Regions from separate parts of the Pan troglodytes genome. Here region 1 is linked to region 2. Evidence: chromatin contacts called from public HiChIP or PLAC-seq data. All regions are on one chromosome and are shown on one strand. Each heading gives the region's core, a stretch centred on a gene start, on an enhancer-like site or on the middle of the called end of the contact. The rest is flanking DNA. Distances are from core to core; before and after follow the strand shown.

The links. HiChIP or PLAC-seq counts read pairs in DNA pulled down with a chosen protein or histone mark.
Region 1: an H3K4me3 HiChIP or PLAC-seq map of stem cell-derived excitatory neurons shows a contact between it and region 2, with 3 times the contacts expected there. The contact joins the promoter of MTMR11 here to the promoter of VPS45 in region 2. A contact is called at or near these places in 1 of 7 Hi-C or Micro-C datasets (induced pluripotent stem cells) and 1 of 1 datasets of contacts at active chromatin or transcription factors (stem cell-derived excitatory neurons).

The regions. Positions count from the first base shown.
Region 1 is chr1:99,283,595-99,288,114 of NHGRI_mPanTro3-v2.0_pri, reverse strand. MTMR11 (myotubularin related protein 11) reads right to left here and starts at 2,595. Exons shown (of 17, transcript XM_054670302.2): 1 at 2,298-2,595; 2 at 1,866-1,941; 3 at 1,294-1,415; 4 at 1,009-1,069; 5 at 698-840; 6 at 160-238; 7 at 1-38. The coding sequence starts at 2,363. It overlaps OTUD7B (OTU deubiquitinase 7B), which reads right to left. Exons shown (of 12, transcript XM_016926178.4): 12 at 3,470-4,520.
Region 2 is chr1:99,152,211-99,156,434 of NHGRI_mPanTro3-v2.0_pri, reverse strand. VPS45 (vacuolar protein sorting 45 homolog) reads left to right here and starts at 1,475. Exons shown (of 14, transcript XR_010158454.1): 1 at 1,475-2,486; 2 at 3,166-3,300. LOC129137599 (a long non-coding RNA gene) reads right to left here and starts at 1,577. Exons shown (of 3, transcript XR_008540296.2): 1 at 1,494-1,577.

The DNA of each region.
Region 1 (4,520 bases), core at 1,346-3,845, 130 kb before region 2:
GAGAGGAATTGGTGGTTTTCTGGAGCCAGAACCCTGGCCTAGAACAGGAGTGAGACATAGAGGAGGAAGGAGAAAATCAGAGACAGCTTCTCAGCTCTTTGTCATCAGCCATCCTCTGCTTTTTCAGACTCTTCCTTACCCTAAAGCACTCTCACTCACCAGCCTTGCTCAGGGTTATCCCCGAATACTGCTGGGCTTGATTGCTCTGAGCTCTGGCTTGGACAATGGCCATGGTCACCTGCAGAGGAAAGGACATTCCATCCTTTTGGCTTAGGCTGAGTAAGTGAAAAGAAGGAAATGGAGCCCATGTGTTGCTCCACTCTCTTTGCCAAGAATGAAGAAGAACAGTGAAGACAGTCCCTAGAGAAGGGGGCTTCCTCAGGTCATGGGGACTGGGGTCAGGAGAACAAATCTGGAACCACAGAATCCTAGAATGATGATTCTGGGAGGAATCCTGGTTTTTCAGAGGAGGAAACTTGCCCACAGTCACACTGCTGGTAATTAATAGAGTAAGGCTAGAGTGCAGGCTCTATACTCTCATCACGCAATCATTTATCCCAGCCTTTTAGCCTTTCCTTGAGAGAAGCAGGGGGAATGATGAGAGGATCCCAGGGGCTGGAGGAGTCTCAGAAATTGTCAGGGAGAGGATCCCAAGGTTCTGAGGTGAGGAGAAAGCCTCAGGTTAGGGGCCTCTTACCTGAAAAGCCTGAGGCTCTAGGCCTCCAGCCTCAAAACCAACTCTGAGCAGCCGGAAGTCTCGGCCATGAATCAGAATCTCCTCAGGGATAAATTTATGCAGGGACCCTGGACGGAGGAGCTGGACTCGGGACAAGCCGCTCACTGAAGTCAAGAGGTACAGAACAGTGTAACCATGGACTAGAGTCTCTCCAGAAGGGACTCTTGCAGCCCATCCCACTCCATCCCTGCTGTTTTCTGAGAACAGAGGAAGGATGAGGAGGGAGTTCCAACAACCCCAGTGAACCCCTTCACCAACCCCCCCCAACTTACCAGCCTCTAATCGTCCAATGTTGACCAGGGCAAAATCGTATTCACTGTTCAAGGGAGTGTCCTAGACGAAGCATGTGACTGGGTAGACATCTGAAATCGCCCTCATTTTCCTACCCTGGCAGCCCCAACCCCTTCTAGGGGGCAACAACCCTAGAGAGAGTTCCCACTGATTATCAATGATACATTCAAAAGACAGCCCTTAACCCATAATGTTTGTCTAAATCCTGCTAGACTCCCCTACCCATTTCCCACTAGCTGTCATTTCTGTGGCCCCAACCATCTCACCTGATTCCACTGCCATCCACAGGGCTGGAAGGTGACCCTAAAGTTGGTACAGATCAGGGTTCCAGACAATTCTGGTTCCAGGCCCTTCCTCACCCCTGGGGCCCATGCTAGGATCTGCTCCCCTAAAGGGGAAGAAGGGAAGCCCTGTTATGACTGTTCCCAGTGTTGCCCACACTTGGATACACCCACCCCTCCAAGAAAGGGAGATCTAAATAGGGAAGATTAAAATCCTCCCCAAAGCCCACTACAATGTAAGCTTATGAGGAAAGATAAATGTTTTTTAATTTCTGTAACTAGAACAGAGCCTAGAACAAGGCCTGGCACATAGCAGGCACTAACTATGTATTGAATAAGTAAATTTGAAAAGGGGTAACAGGGTCAAGGAAACAGAAGGAATGTCAAGGTCCAGCTCTCAGCCAGCTCTAGAGGCTGTCAGGGAGGACAGCGAGCCTCAGGCAGAAGTACTTCGAGCCACGAGAGGAACACAGGGGTATCTTTGGTGAGGGCATGAAACAAGATTGGCGTAGGATGAAATTTGGAAGAGTCTTTGGAGAGTAATAGGGCATTATTACCTGGGAGGCATCTGGAGGCCAGGCAACTGCTAGGCTGACGACTCCTGGGCTCCGGCATCCTGTTTTCCTGGACAGACTTTGGTCCAGAGAGTTGAGGGGGGTCTAGAGTTAACCCCTAGGCTCCCCACCTCCCCAAAGGCAGCTGCCTGTAGAGGCCTACACTCTCACTCTCGGGGGAAACTGAGATCAGTGTCTGTGGGGAGCTCCAGACCTACCAGGGCTGGTAGACAGTAAAGGGAGGGGCTGGTTAATGGATAATGAGACAACGAACTTGAGACTGAGAAAGACAGACCAGGCTCCATCAGCAGAAGCTGATAGACAGACACACCCTCCTCCTCCTCCTCCTCTAGAGCCTTTGCTTCCCCCTTTTATCTCCACCTCATCCCCGTTCTCACCCTCTTGCCGACACCCCCCCAAATTCCTTCTCCTTACCCCCATCTCTGGCTCCTCCTTCTGGGGGGCAATGTTGAAACTCTGGCCCCGGCCCCCCCACCACATTTCTCTGGCTCCATCCGGGGACACAGCAGTTAAGGGTGGGAAACCTCAAGGATGCTCACCCACCTCGGGGAGAGGCTGAGTCTTCTTGAGAAGAGGGGTGTTAGGGAGAGGGGTAGGGGGTTGGACCCAAGAGAAAGGAGCATTTGACGTGCACGGAGCAGAGTTTGGGGGTCCTTGGAAAGGTGTGTCCAGCCCAGCCTGAGAAGTCTCCTCGGAAACTTCAGTCGACTCTGGAGAGGGCGGGAGAGATGCCCAGCCCCTTAAAGGAGAATACACACAATTCTGGAAAAGTGGAGAGGAAACGGTGGAGTCTGAGACGGACGGGTGGGGAAGAAATGGGGACTGAGAGAAAAACGACTCCCTTCTTTACCCCAATCCCAGACCCTGTTCTCTTCCTGTTCATGAGTACTGGAGACCGTTTGAGGGGAGCAGTTCTATTGATTATGAAGCTGGAATCATCTGGGCTACCTCTCTGGAGTGTCTCAGTGATGACTTCCCTTAAAAGCTCCGTTCTTTTGTCTTCTCAAAGGGGTTTGGGGCGGGGAGAGGGGTAGGAATGTGAAAGTGGTTCAAGCCTCCTTGCCGCCTCTTCCAGAAGAAAATGAAAATTAGACCTGGGGGGATTTTTGTCAGCAGAGGCCCAAGAATTAGGTGAGGAAGCAGGGAAACTGGTTAAAGTGGTTTTGCATATCTTTCTCTAGAGGGCATGACACAGACATCATGTGAAGACTGCAGTGGAGAAGTATAAAAAGAGATGGAAATGTGTCCAAGATGCAGACATAAGTACGGTTTGTGTGCAAGTCTTGGGGATGTGGGTGGGACAAAAAGATCTTACCAGTTAATCTTGCCCATCACGTAGATACACAACCAATAGGCAATAAGTGCCCATTCCCGTATGTGACTCCACCCCTCCAACCCAGACACCAGATCTCCAAATGAATGATTCATGTTCAGGACTTTCACAGGTGAGGGCTGGAAACCTCTCTTCAGCTCAGCAGTCCATCCCCCGTCCCTCCCATCTGCAACCCTAGAAGCAAAGATGGGTAAGGAAAGCTGGGAACAAGGAGAGAAGGAGCTGCAGCTCCTTTAAAGGAGGGGGACTTGGGGACAGCAAAGCAAAAATCTTTATTTAGACATGAAAAAGACAGAAAATAAAATACAAAATAAGAGTTAATGAGCTGCTGTTTTATTGCTTTTGAATCTACAGAGGCAGCAATCCTTAGATGGGGGCCCCAGTTTTCCAAAGTGACACTCAATTTTCCCCTCCCCCCAGTACACCACCCTTCTGGCCTCAGCTTTCAGTTTCCTGTCTTGGCTGCAACTGTGGAAATAGTGAAGATATTGTGAGACAGAAAGTCAGTCTGGAACAAAGAGGTATACACCTGCTAAGAAGGTGGCCCAGAAGCCTGATTCTAGAAGTCCTAAAGGCTACAGAGCACCACCACCCCACCTGCCCCTAATGCATTCCATGGGCCTCAACCTCTTGGGGGAAGAAAATATTTCCCAAGGTCTGTTGTAAAAAGAAAATAGGGACCAGGCGCAGTGGCTCACGCCTGTAATCCCAAGCATTTTGGAAGGCCAAGGCAGGCAGATTAGTTGAGGTCAGGAGTTCAGGACCACCTGGCCAACATGATGAAGCCCCATCTCTACTGAAAATACAAAGATTAGCCAGGCGTGGTGGCTCACACCTATAATCCCAGCTACTTGGGAGGCTGAGGCAGGAGAATCGCTTGAACCCAGGAAACAGAGGTTGCAGTGAGCCAAGATCTAATGACTACGCTCCAGCCTGGGCAACAGAGCAAGACTCCATCGCAAAAAAAAAAAAAAAAAAAAAAAAAGCATAGGAAGGTGTACCATAACTTTTAAATCCCATTATCCACTTTCCTTCTCACCACCATCCTTCATTCAAGAGCCTCATTCTATTCTTTAGCACTTTGAGGTGTGGAGACAGTGGAGGAACACGGAAAAAAAAAATCGGGGGGTAGGGGTGTGGTGGCTCATGCCTGTAATCCCAGCACTTTGGAAGGCTGAGGTGGGTGGATCACCTGAGGTTAGGAATTCAAGACCAGCCTGGCCAACATGGTGAAACCCCCGACTCTACTAAAAAAAAAACAAAAACAAAACAAAAATTAGCCAGGCATGGTGGTAGGCTCCTGT
Region 2 (4,224 bases), core at 226-2,725:
AATGTAGTCATTCATATTTGAAGGATGTCATGATTTATTTTTTAAATTTAATGTCTTTACTATTGAAAATATTTCTTGTTATTATAGTTTATTTATACCCTAAATTAAAAATAAGTAGGCACTTCATATTCTGGATTTGCTGTCACTTGCCTGCAACAAAACAAGTAACTCTGGGTTTATACTGGATGAGTCACAAAGCAAGAGCTTGGATTTTATCATTGGTTTCAGTTCTATTTTTAGAGGTATGGGGATACAAAAGAAGTTCTTAATTTGGAGACATTTAAAATGGCTTGTGTGGTTTTCTTCAGGAAGGAAGGATGCTGTCTAACTTCAGGACCGTCACAGCACCCTTTAAATATGTAATAATTATTTTGTTCAAAATGTTTATGTTCCATATCTTATCGCTCAATGTATAAAATATCACTGCCACTGACATCAATGAAATTTTATGTGAAACGGAATGAGTTAGTAAGTGTCAAGTAGGTATTTTCCTCGTCCCTCAAAAAGTTATGTGCCCAAGTATAAATCATCAAAAGGATAAAGATTCTTTCCATCTATTGCTTACAGACTGACTATTGTTTAAAAAGGCACGAATTTCACAGACAAGTCTTTATCTCCTTCTTTCTTAAAAAAGCACAGAAAATGGGGAAAAAATCTTCTATACTGCAATCTAAATTACAGGTAAGAAAAATAAAAACCAAGTGACATGGGAGATTGGCAGTGAATTTTCAAATATCAGTAATTTACAGGATTTACAGGATTTTCATTAGCGTTGTTTCCATGTTTTCTGTAAGATACGAACATTTAAATTGATAAGAATGGAATGTTCATATAACATTTCTTGTATCCATTTAAAGATTCACATTTTCACTTTAATATATAACTTAAGACTTTTCTTTCAAAACACATCTAAAAATTAGTAAAATGCCTAAAGGGAAGCTTTATTTACTTGGTAGAAAAGCTGAAAGAAAAAAAAATATATTCTTCACAATTTCAGAGGTGACAAAAATCTCTTATATTTCAGTAGTTTCTGATCTCCCTTAAGGGATTTGAGAATTATATATAATATTGCATAATCTTAAGCTGATTAATGTTAAAGTGCTATTGGTCTATTTTAACTGTGTACTTCTTACAATATAATGAAAGAATTTATTTGGTAATCCTGAATCTATTGACCTCACAAACACTGGTCATTATTTTGGTGGAAATATTCATAAGCATTTTTAGTTACTGATTTCTAACAATTGTTTCTTATTATCTTCCTGATTTTACAATTCCCCAAAGTAAAGGTGCGAAAAACAAACATCTACCCTCCTTTTCGACAAATGCCATGATAGAGGGGAGACCTGTGTGGTGTAAAGACAAATGCAGACATTTGGAAGTTGATGGTTTTAAGATTCAATAAAAACTTGAGAGTTTTGGCTTCAAATCCCCACGCTAGTTTTAGTTCTACCGGATACGTGTCCCCTACCCATTTCAAAGGACCCAGTCACCTCGGCTCTTGCCTGAGTTTCAGAGTCCCGCCGGAGTTAGAGCTGGCAGAGTCCAATTGCTCAGAGCGCCGAGGCGGGGGCGGGTCAGGGGGACGCTTGCAGGTCCGGTGGTCCCGCGGGCTGCGAGCCCCCACGGCCGACCCTAGCTGCAGACCCTCCTGGAGAACCTCAGGCCTTTCCCCTAGAAACATCCCTAAAAGGCGTTCCCTTTGTTCATTCATTCAACAAATATTTGTTCAATCTCATATGCCCCTCTGTCTTGGGAAAACCAATTAGGGCCTCTGCAGCCTCAATACAGGGGCACTGTTCCCGCCTATTAATGACGCAATGAACCCGGGAAGACGAATCTCGACCACTGTTTCGCAAATACCGCGTGTGATTTATTAAATGCCGTCTCTCCGAGTCCCAAGCGGCCGGGAGCATTATGCCACCTCCCGTGCCCTCATCTCTCACTGCCATGCAAGAAAGCGTTAATGGCAAATAGGGCACGTAGCCACACTCCGTCGTTCCTGCTTCCAAGCAAACCTTGTGCCAGGTTCCTCATTTCGCGAGGCTCCACTCTCTTGGGCTTCAGGCTGCCGCTGGGCCTCCAGCACCAAAGTGCAATAGGGGTCTGAGAGTCCGGGCCTCAGGCATCTTCAGGCCGCAGGTGGGTGGAGAATAGCGCCCGCGCGTGGCAGCGGCCCAGGCCGTCTCAGCCGGATTTTTCCATCCCCGGGGTAGGCTTGGTCCCCTGTACACTCCAGCGGAACTACAACTCCCAGCACCGTGGCTGCCCGGACTCCCGGAAGCCGAATCCCGGCTGGGAGGAAGCAGCTGAGACCCGGCCAACAGACTGGGGGTTAATTTAGCCAGAAAAGGGGGCGGGAAGGGCTGTAGGGTACTTGTCAATTCGCCGCCATGAACGTGGTTTTTGCTGTGAAGCAGTACATTTCCAAAATGATAGAGGACAGCGGGCCTGGTATGAAAGTACTTCTCATGGATAAAGAAACGGTGAGTTTGCTTTTGCTCAGCATTTGTGAAGGAACCCTCTCAACCTTACAATTGCTGGTCCCATTCCACTGTAGGACTTAGCATTTAATTAAAGATACGAAAATGAGGGTCGGTTTGTGTGGAATTGAAAAGTTGTTTATATAAAGCTTGCCCGGTGGGTTTTCAGTCTACATGGCTCCAGCCACTGCCCAGAGACTACTTCTACCCGGAACAATTTATTGGAATCAGAAATCCTTTTCTAAATGTCTCCGCCAAGAAATCATTAATATGTCAGAGCACTTGGAAGACTTTGGGATGGGCCTACTGTTTCCACTCAACATTGTGTTTTTAAAGTAAAGCTGTTGGAGCTCAAGCTGAAATGACAGATTATTTGTTGGCCACAGACCAGAAAACAAAACTCTTTAAGGTGATAGAAAAAAATATTTTTGGAAACTTATGGATTGTTCCTGTTCAAAGAGACCATGTTTTTTGTTTTTAATCTTGAAGCTTCAGCTGAAAGGATAGAGCGTATTTTTCATTCTCGTATGTTACCTACCTGTTTGGATGTTCAGTAAATGTTTTCCGTATATTACTATTTAAGTTATCCAGCTAAGTATTAATGAAAAAAGAGGGTTAGATGTGCTACTTGTTTTTATTATTCTAGACTAGCATACTTTTAGTTAATCTTTTGTTTTTACAGACTGGCATAGTGAGTATGGTATACACACAATCGGAGATTCTACAGAAGGAAGTGTACCTCTTTGAACGCATTGATTCTCAAAATCGAGAGATCATGAAACACCTGAAGGCAATTTGTTTTCTTCGACCTACAAAGGTACTGCATAAACTGAGCTTCCATCTGCCCAGGCAGATGCAGAACACTCTGATCTGAAAGCATTAAGAAGGCAAAATAAATTTGTATTATCATAATTTGTGGCATCATAATTATCCTGGTTCATCAGTGTTATAACCTTCATTTTTCTTGTTTTGTTTCCATATTTCAGTTGACCCCTTACAGCCAGTTCTTCCTTCAAGATGTTTTTTAGGTTCACAGCCATTCCCATTGCCACTAATGAACTACTCTTAACGGAGACCCACATTACTTTATTCCTGGATTAACCTCCGTATCTGTCACATTGAACACCATCAACACTTAATTTTATATACAGCTATGAGTGTCTTGAATCTTTGCCACTTTATTCACATTTATGCTCAGGAACCTGTGGTGGCTTGATGTTACTTCCATGATTAAATCTATATTTAGCCCAGCAATTAAAGCCCTACTTTGTTGGTTTGATCTGCCCATGTGTATCCAGCCTTCCTATGTCCTAGGTCTGCTTCTCCTCTATAGCCAGCTAGGCTACTGTTGGAATGAGCAATTCTACATGCTCATTCCTGTTCCTTGTTTGTTTGTTTTTTTCTTCCACTGATTAAAAGTTATTTGGCCATTTGTCACTTTTTATCCATCATCTTCTAAATCTAGCTTGAGTCTCTCCTTTAAAAAGCCTTTCCTATTTTAATCTTATTTGTTACACTTTTTTTTTTTTTTTTTTTTGAGATGGAGTCTCGCTCTGTCGCCCAGGCTGGAGTGCAGTGGCGCAATCTCGGCTCACTGCAAGCTCCGCCTCCCGGGTTCACGCCATTCTCCTGCCTCAGCCTCCCGAGTAGCTGGGACTACAGGTGCCCGCCACCACGCCCGGCTAATTCTTTTGTATTTTTAGTAGAGACAGGGTTTCACTGTGTTAGCCAGGATGGTCTC